Regions from separate parts of the Zea mays genome. Here region 2 is linked to region 1. The links are chromatin contacts, called in public Hi-C maps. All regions are on one chromosome and are shown on one strand. The core of a region is the stretch at or near the end of the contact, and the rest is flanking DNA. Distances in the headings are between cores, read along the strand shown. Region 1 holds the start of LOC100191186. Region 2 holds the start of LOC111946235.

What was found. A called contact is a pair of places that touch in the nucleus more often than the background predicts.
Region 2: a Hi-C map of tassel shows a contact between it and region 1, with 1.9 times the contacts expected there. The contact joins the promoter of LOC111946235 here to the promoter of LOC100191186 in region 1. A contact is called at or near these places in 5 of 25 Hi-C or Micro-C datasets (ear, leaf, leaf mesophyll and 1 more).

The regions. Positions count from the first base shown.
Region 1 is chr3:164,629,442-164,633,072 of Zm-B73-REFERENCE-NAM-5.0, reverse strand. It overlaps LOC100191186, which reads right to left and starts at 1,719. Exons shown (of 4, transcript NM_001196816.1): 1 at 1,618-1,719; 2 at 1,056-1,241; 3 at 763-927; 4 at 114-391. The coding sequence starts at 1,623. The coding sequence ends at 335.
Region 2 is chr3:164,782,147-164,785,719 of Zm-B73-REFERENCE-NAM-5.0, reverse strand. LOC111946235 reads right to left here and starts at 1,466. Exons shown (of 2, transcript NM_001360701.1): 1 at 1-1,466. The coding sequence starts at 1,415. It overlaps LOC100276614, which reads right to left. Exons shown (of 2, transcript NM_001360700.1): 2 at 3,438-3,573.

The sequences.
Region 1 (3,631 bases), core at 470-2,969:
ACAGGGGTGCCCTTGGTTACAGACAAGCTTGCCTGAACCATTCAACTTGGGCTAACAAGTCTTGCTGAACACATTAGTTAATGAAGGTCCAATTCGTACCTGTGAAAGACAATAAGGCTGAATTTATACATTTTCAGAATCAAACAGCCCTTAGTCAGGCACTGAAGCAACCGTAGGAAAGATGGAATGCAAGCTAGTGTTACATTCAAACGAGTGCAGAAGCAGTAGTAAGTTTCCATTAATCTCATATTAGCGTAGACAACTATACAACTCTCTCCAGAGCACCAAGCAAGCGAACTTTCAAGAAACTTATTAAGCTCTGCATCTCTCACTATCAGGCGATGCAGCCCAAGCCGAGGCACCCTCCAAGCAAATTCCTCAGCAGCTTCTTCTGCAGAACGAAGAACAGGTCATGAGAATAAAATCCTCGCCTAAAATCTCGCTTGAATTTACAGTCCAGCTTTATCGCTCATGGCCTTTGACAAAAGGCCGTCCAAATGCTGTGAAAAAAATGAAGCGCTTAAGCTTCTTTCTTTTTGAAAAAAAGGTCACATCTTTGGCAAATGTAGATGTTCTATCTAATGCTATCCAAACAAAAGCTACTTGCAAAGGGGTCAGCTTAGGCTAGATAAAGGACAGTCACATGACGAGAACTAGACAAAAGGTAAAACCCCACTTAGCTACACGTTGGGTGCATGCAGCGAGAGACGCACTGATCTGAGAGCAAACTAGCTAGGGAGGATTTGATTACAGGGCACTTGCCTTCTTCACCTTGCAGAGAAGCTGCGGGGAGATCTTGTACAGGTCCTCGTCCACAGCTCCCTTGGGCTTCCACTTGTGCTGCTCGCTCACGCAGCGCCTCCTGCGTCCCTTCCTCGCCGCCGGCGGCACAGCGGTTTCTTTCTCCCCCTTCACTCGAACAACGCACTGCACAGGACAGGCATCGGACACAGAATTGTCAGTACCACCTTTGTTAACTAGTGCAGACTGCACGGCACGGAGTATGAAACAGTGCTGGGGAGTTGATGAAAGAAATGGATGCAGTGCTCTTTCACCTTCTTGTAGCCGTAGGGCTTGGCAGGCAACTGGGGCACCTTGAAGAGATCCGCGTCGCCCTTCTCCGCCGGCGCCGCGAAGAAGAAGGCCCCTGCCTGGAAGTACTGGGTGACGGGCATGTCGCCGTCCCACACGTTCCAGTCGCCGAACGCCGGGATCTGCCGCCACTTGCAGTCGTCTTGCGCCTGGCAGAAAACGAAACGAAACTTTTTTTTTACTCCACTGGTGGTGGGCGACTGAACAGTACGACTGAAGAATGCAATACAGTTTCGTGTAATCTTCTTCTCTGGAAGTTTGGAAGCAAAAGAAAAAAAAAACTGTATGTGAATGTAGGACACGTACGTGCTTGTTTGAAAAGAAAACAAACACTGTTACGGCAATACTATATATTTCAGATTCACAGTAGGTAAGATAACTAGTCTACTATGTATATGTAAAACGAGCATGTTCCAACTGTCATGGCTTGTTTCTCTGTTAGCAAGGACATGGCGTATAGTTTAGTTTCGCTGTTGCAAAAAAACAAGAGAAGAAGCCCAACAAAGACACGCATTCTCGGCTCACCTCCATCTCGCTCGCAGTTGCCGAAGAAGGTGCCGAGGTGCGAGAAGAGGCGGAGGAGCAGAGGAAAGAACTGAGCACCAAGCGAGGGCAGTCAAAGCTGGGGTTGGAATTGGGCAGCGGAGCACAGGGGTTCCTCCTCTATACATAGCCGAAAGGCCTGTCCGAAGAGAATGTGGGGGCACACGTACCCGAACTTTTCAGAAAGCCCTCGAGGAAAAGCGAGCGCCCAAAGCAGCAGCTAGCGTTCAATGAGCCGAGCCCGGGCAGGCAGGCAATGAGTATCAATACCCCACCCCAGTCACAAGAGTTTACTCATGCCGCAGCCGTGCCGACTTTTATATTAGATTCTTTTTCCCCAAAAAAGTTTACGTTCACATATTTGATGAGACCATTAGCACTTGTTTGGTTGCATAGAGATAGGAGGGGATTGAAGGTGGTATAATCCTTTACTACTTATTTTGACTTACAAGGAATTATATGCCACTCAATACCCTCCAATCTCCATGCAACAACCAAACAATCCATTAACACGGGTATAACCATGTGGAGAGATGTCGTGATCTATAACACTGAAGTTATACGGTTTAACGCCAGTCACAGTCTACAGTTCGAGCTCCAATTTAAACCGTCTCATCCCGTTTGAGATGGACCTCATTTATTTCTCGTACCACCGACTGACTATGAGGGTCTAGGTTGGAGTCAGGGTCGGAACTGGGGCAGCGATCGATGAGCATATATATAGGCGCGTACTTCTTTCGTCCATAAATGTTGGCCGTTCTTATTTTTCGAGGAGTCAAACATTTTTAACTTTGACCACATTTAGGGGGTGTTTGGTTTGTAGGGACTAATGTTTAGTCCCATCATTTTATTCCATTTTAGACTATAAATTGCCAAATTTAGAAATTAGAATAGAGTTTTAGTTTCTATATTTAGCAATTTTGCAACTAAAATGGAATAAAATGTAGGGACTAAAAATTAGTCCCTATAAACCAAACACCCCCTTATATAAGAAAATAGAATGTTTATAGTACATAATTAGTATCGTTAGATAGATCTTTGAATCTACTTTTATAGTAAAATTTTTCGAAGATATAAATGTTGCTAATATATTTTATAAATCCAGTTAAATTTCAGAAAGTTTGAGCCATACGAATACCGTAGTGACAAATATATGTGGACGGAGAGAGTAGGACGGAGAAGAGAGGAAGAGCAAGCGGCAACCAGAAAACGGAGGCACGGCAATACAGGGTTGAAACATCATCACCAAGACATATGACACGGATCTAGGCATACGTTATTTTTTAAAAAAAAGAGTCAAAATAAAAACAATCGGGCAGCCGTGCATGGTGTGTGCAGGAGGGGCAGGCCTGGCCACCAGCCCTCGCTTTCCGAGTTGCTAGTGTCCATAGCGCTAGCGCAGTGATGATGCTCGTCTTTTCTGTGGTCGCTGCCTGCCCTCAGTCACCTCTGTCTGTCTCTCAAATCTCGGTCTCTCTACCTGTGTCCACTGTCCAGTAACGACTGTAAAGTTGCCGGCTTTTGGCACCAAGTCCTTGCCACCGCACACGATGGTAGACAATGAGTGCGTGTGTGTGCGTGCCCTGTCGCGCGCGTGCCCTTGTCGAACTCGAACACACTTACACGCACCCGAGGATGGGCGCCGCTCGTCGCGCTCGCCTCCGTCCCGTCCGGCGCCCGACACCCGGCCGGCGGGTGGCTCTCCTCGATCAGCCAGCCGCGGCTCTCAAGGCCGGAAGGCCGCCGCCCGCGCATGGTGTGGGGAGCGGCAAAAGGCACCCACTTTTTGCACGGACGGAACCATGGCAAAACCACACAACAATGATTCCTGCGGTTCCGCCCCGTTGCACGCCGCTTTTAACTAAATTCCCCGCCGCCGAGACCGAGAGCTTTCCACCGCCGTCGCCATCGGCCGGTGACGAGCAAGGAAGAGGGCCAGTACTGTGCTGGCTGGCTCTGGCTCACTAGACGCGCTCACTTTTCGGTCTAATCCGGC
Region 2 (3,573 bases), core at 217-2,716, 150 kb before region 1:
AGCTTGTTTGCGACAACTTCTGCAATCTCAACGTTATCATATGTCTTGCAGGCACTCAGGAGTGCACCAAGAGCCCCCGGATGTGGCCCCATCGGCATCGTTTGAACCATCTCGAAAGCCTCCTCAATCCTCCCTGCACGCCCGAGCATGTCAATGACACAGGCATAGTGGTCCGCATGGCGCTCAATACCATAATCCTGCACCATTGCCTCCCAATACTCCAGTCCCTTTTCAACATTCCCTGCGTGGCTGCATGCTGTAAGCACACCAACGAAAGTGATAGGGTGAGGCTTGATGTCTTCAGCCCGCATCCTTTCGAACACTGAAAGTGCCAGATTTTCGTGTCCATGTGTTGCCAGGCCGCTAATCAGTGCTGTGTATGGATAGGCATCAGGTCGTGGGATCTCCCTGAAAGCACTCAGTGCCTGCTCAATGTTGCCACACTTTGCGTGCATATCTACTAGTGCTGTAAGAACCTTCTCATTCCTTTCGATCTTCTTCCTGTCGACGTAAGCTCCAACCCACCCAGCCAACTCCGTGCTGCCTATCTGTGAAACTGCAGAGATAACCCCAACCATTGTGGCTCCATCAGGCTCAATCCCAGCAGCCTCCAGATCCCTAAATAAAGCGAGTGCCACCTTTGGCCGCCCAGTCTGTGCATAACCATTAATCATGGCCGTCCGGGCCACGAGATCCTTTGTAGGCATTTTGTCAAACAGCTCACGCGCATTCTGCACCAGCCCGCACTTACAATACCCGACAATGAGCACCATCGACGAGGCCGTGTCCCTCGTCGGCATTTCGTCAAACACACGGCAAGCGGCCGCGAGGTCACCAGCGCTGACGTAGAGGACCACCATGGCGTTCCAGGAGACCTGGGTCCTGGTGGGCATGGCAGCGAAGAGGGACTCGGCGGGACGCACGGAGGCGTTGCGGGCGTGCGCGCAGAGGAGGGAGTTGAAGGAGACCGCGTCGGGGGCGGGGATGTCCGCCAGCGCGGCGTGCGCGGCGGGGAACTCCTCGCACTTGGCGTACAGGTCGACGAGCGCGTTGGCGACGGGGAGGCGGAGCGGGAGGAGCGCGAGGCGGAGCGCGACGGCGTGCAGGGAGGCGCCGAGCGGGAGGAGGCGGAGCGACGCGGCGGCGTTGAGCGCGAAGGGGAGCGTGAAGTGGTCGGGGCGCACGGGCAGGCGCGGCATGATGAGGAGCAAGGCGAGCGCGGCGCGCGGGCGCCGCTTGGAGAGGCGGCTGATGGCGCCGTTGAGGAGCGAGCGGACGAGGGCGGGCGCGGTGGCCGCGGCGTGCGAGCGGACGAGAAACGCGTGCAGCTCGGCGCGGGGCGGTGGCGGGTGGTCGGAGGCGAGCGCGCGGACGATGCGGTCGAAGTGCGGTTTGCGGATGGGCTGGGCCGCCATGGCGCCGCCGCGTGGTCGAAGCGTGACACACTGACACGGGGGGAAAGAGAGAGGAGGGGACTGTGGGTCTGGGGTCTTTTTTATACGTCGGAGTTTTGAAAACTTCTGGGCTGGGCCTCTCTTGCGATGTGTGGGTTGGGGTCTACGGTACAGTTTCGGGCCATCAGTGAATTCAGCCCAAATTTGGTTTTAATTTTTCCTTTGCTTTTATTTTCTTTTACATCTTTCTTTTTTTTCTTTTCTTTTCAGGCAGTGTGGCCTCTGGGTAGCACGGCAATCAGGACATGGAGTATATATATTTCACCTCGACCAGCAATCAAGTTCCAAAATAAAACTATCCGAGAGAAGCCTCCGGAGCACACCTCAATGTCACGGTGTCGGATGTCAAGTTGTCAGGGCTCCTACCTAAAACAAACAGTTGATATTGTGATCAACCTGCCCTGGACTGTCTGTCCTCCTTGAATCCTCGCCACGTTGACAGCGCTCCTACTCAAAACGGTGGACAGGGGACGTCACCGGACGCGTCTCTCCCCTCCTCCAGGCTCCATCCCTATCCTTCCGCGGTTCCGCCCACATAATCCACAGGCCGGAAGAGCCACGCCAGGTGACCACGGCCAACCGGGCAAATGGCTCGTTGGCATTGGCCAGCAGCGGCACCTACTGCAGCAACCCACCCCGGCAGCCTGCAGGAAGCTGCAGTTGATACGCTTGTCTTGTCTCCTTACCGTCATCGTTCCTCCCTCGCACATGCGATGCGCCCGCTAATCGCGTCGCGTCCGGTCACGTCGCTGTTGCCCGTCACTCCCCACTCCAGCACTGACACGTAGGACGTACCCCCACCTCTCAGCTGGACCCGCGTGTCAGCATCTCAGCGGCTATCCTTTCCTGGAGCAGTGGTCACAACTCACACGAGCTTTAACAGTTAATTATAGCAAGAAAAAAAAGGAGGGGGGCAACCGGGTCAAGTTTAGACCGCGACGAACCAGTCATCAGTGCAACTAGTACCAAAACCACCCCGGCCGGGAGCAAGCGATGTGTGGCACTGGCATGGCATCTCCTGCGATCCAGATATTCCTGAGCTGTCGGGTTAGTCGAACAGGGGATTTTGGGTCTCCATGCGCATCATCCTGTCCGCTTGTGACCGAGAATTATTGCCCCGGACTCGTCACATGCGTACCTGAACCCCCAGTGCCACCCAATCATGCACACGCTAGCTCACCAGATGTCCAGATCTACTTCTTTCGACTACCAGTAAAACTATATCGCTTCGTTTCGTTGTTGGATTCGATAGAGAAAAAAATACTAGTAATGATTAAAGATTCGAGGGGTTGGTTAGCTAAGCTGCACCGAGGAATTAGTTGGCGAGACTGCAGCCGGTAGGATAGAGAGGAGGCATCTTCTGTCTGTCTGCACTGCAGACATGGACAGTGTGACCATCCACCCAGACCCGGTATTGCTATTCGCTGTAGGGAGGTAGGGTAGTGACTGGTGAATGGTGATACCCAGAGAGAGACGAGGGGACTAGTCAGCATCTGCCATGTCGAATCATGGTCTTTTTCTCAGACAACACCTCACTCTCTCTCTCTCTCTCTCTCCGGCCCGCGAAGGGGACGGGATGATGCCATGCCACGATGGAACGGACGGAGACCGCGTCACAGGCCTCGCTCCTACGGCGGCGGAGACGGATGCAGGCAGGCATCAGCGAGACAACGACGCTGGCGATGCAAGAGAGTGTGCACTGAATCGCAGGCCAATGGATTTGCATGCATTTGGGCAGGGGGAAGGAAGAAGCGTGATTGGATTTGCATTCCAGTTTCCAGCCAGATTCGTTTCGTCACGACGCGAGTAGCGCGCAGCCCGCATCCATTACCGCGCGCCAAAAAAAAAATCGCCGGCGGTCGTCCTCGCCGCCGCTACGCCGCACGACGCAACGCGAGGGGGACACGCGTGCTGCCGGCGGATTCCGGCCGAACAGAACACGGACATGAACGGAAGACAGCAGGAAATGACAACAGCTTGACGAAACGAACAATGATAGACGAGGTTGGTTACTAGTGTAGCCACTAGTAGGAAGCAGAAAAAAGAAAACAGATGGAAATGCCCACGCTATCTATGTGCATCGAAGAAGGCCGGCGATCGCCCGTTCTCCTCTCAAAAC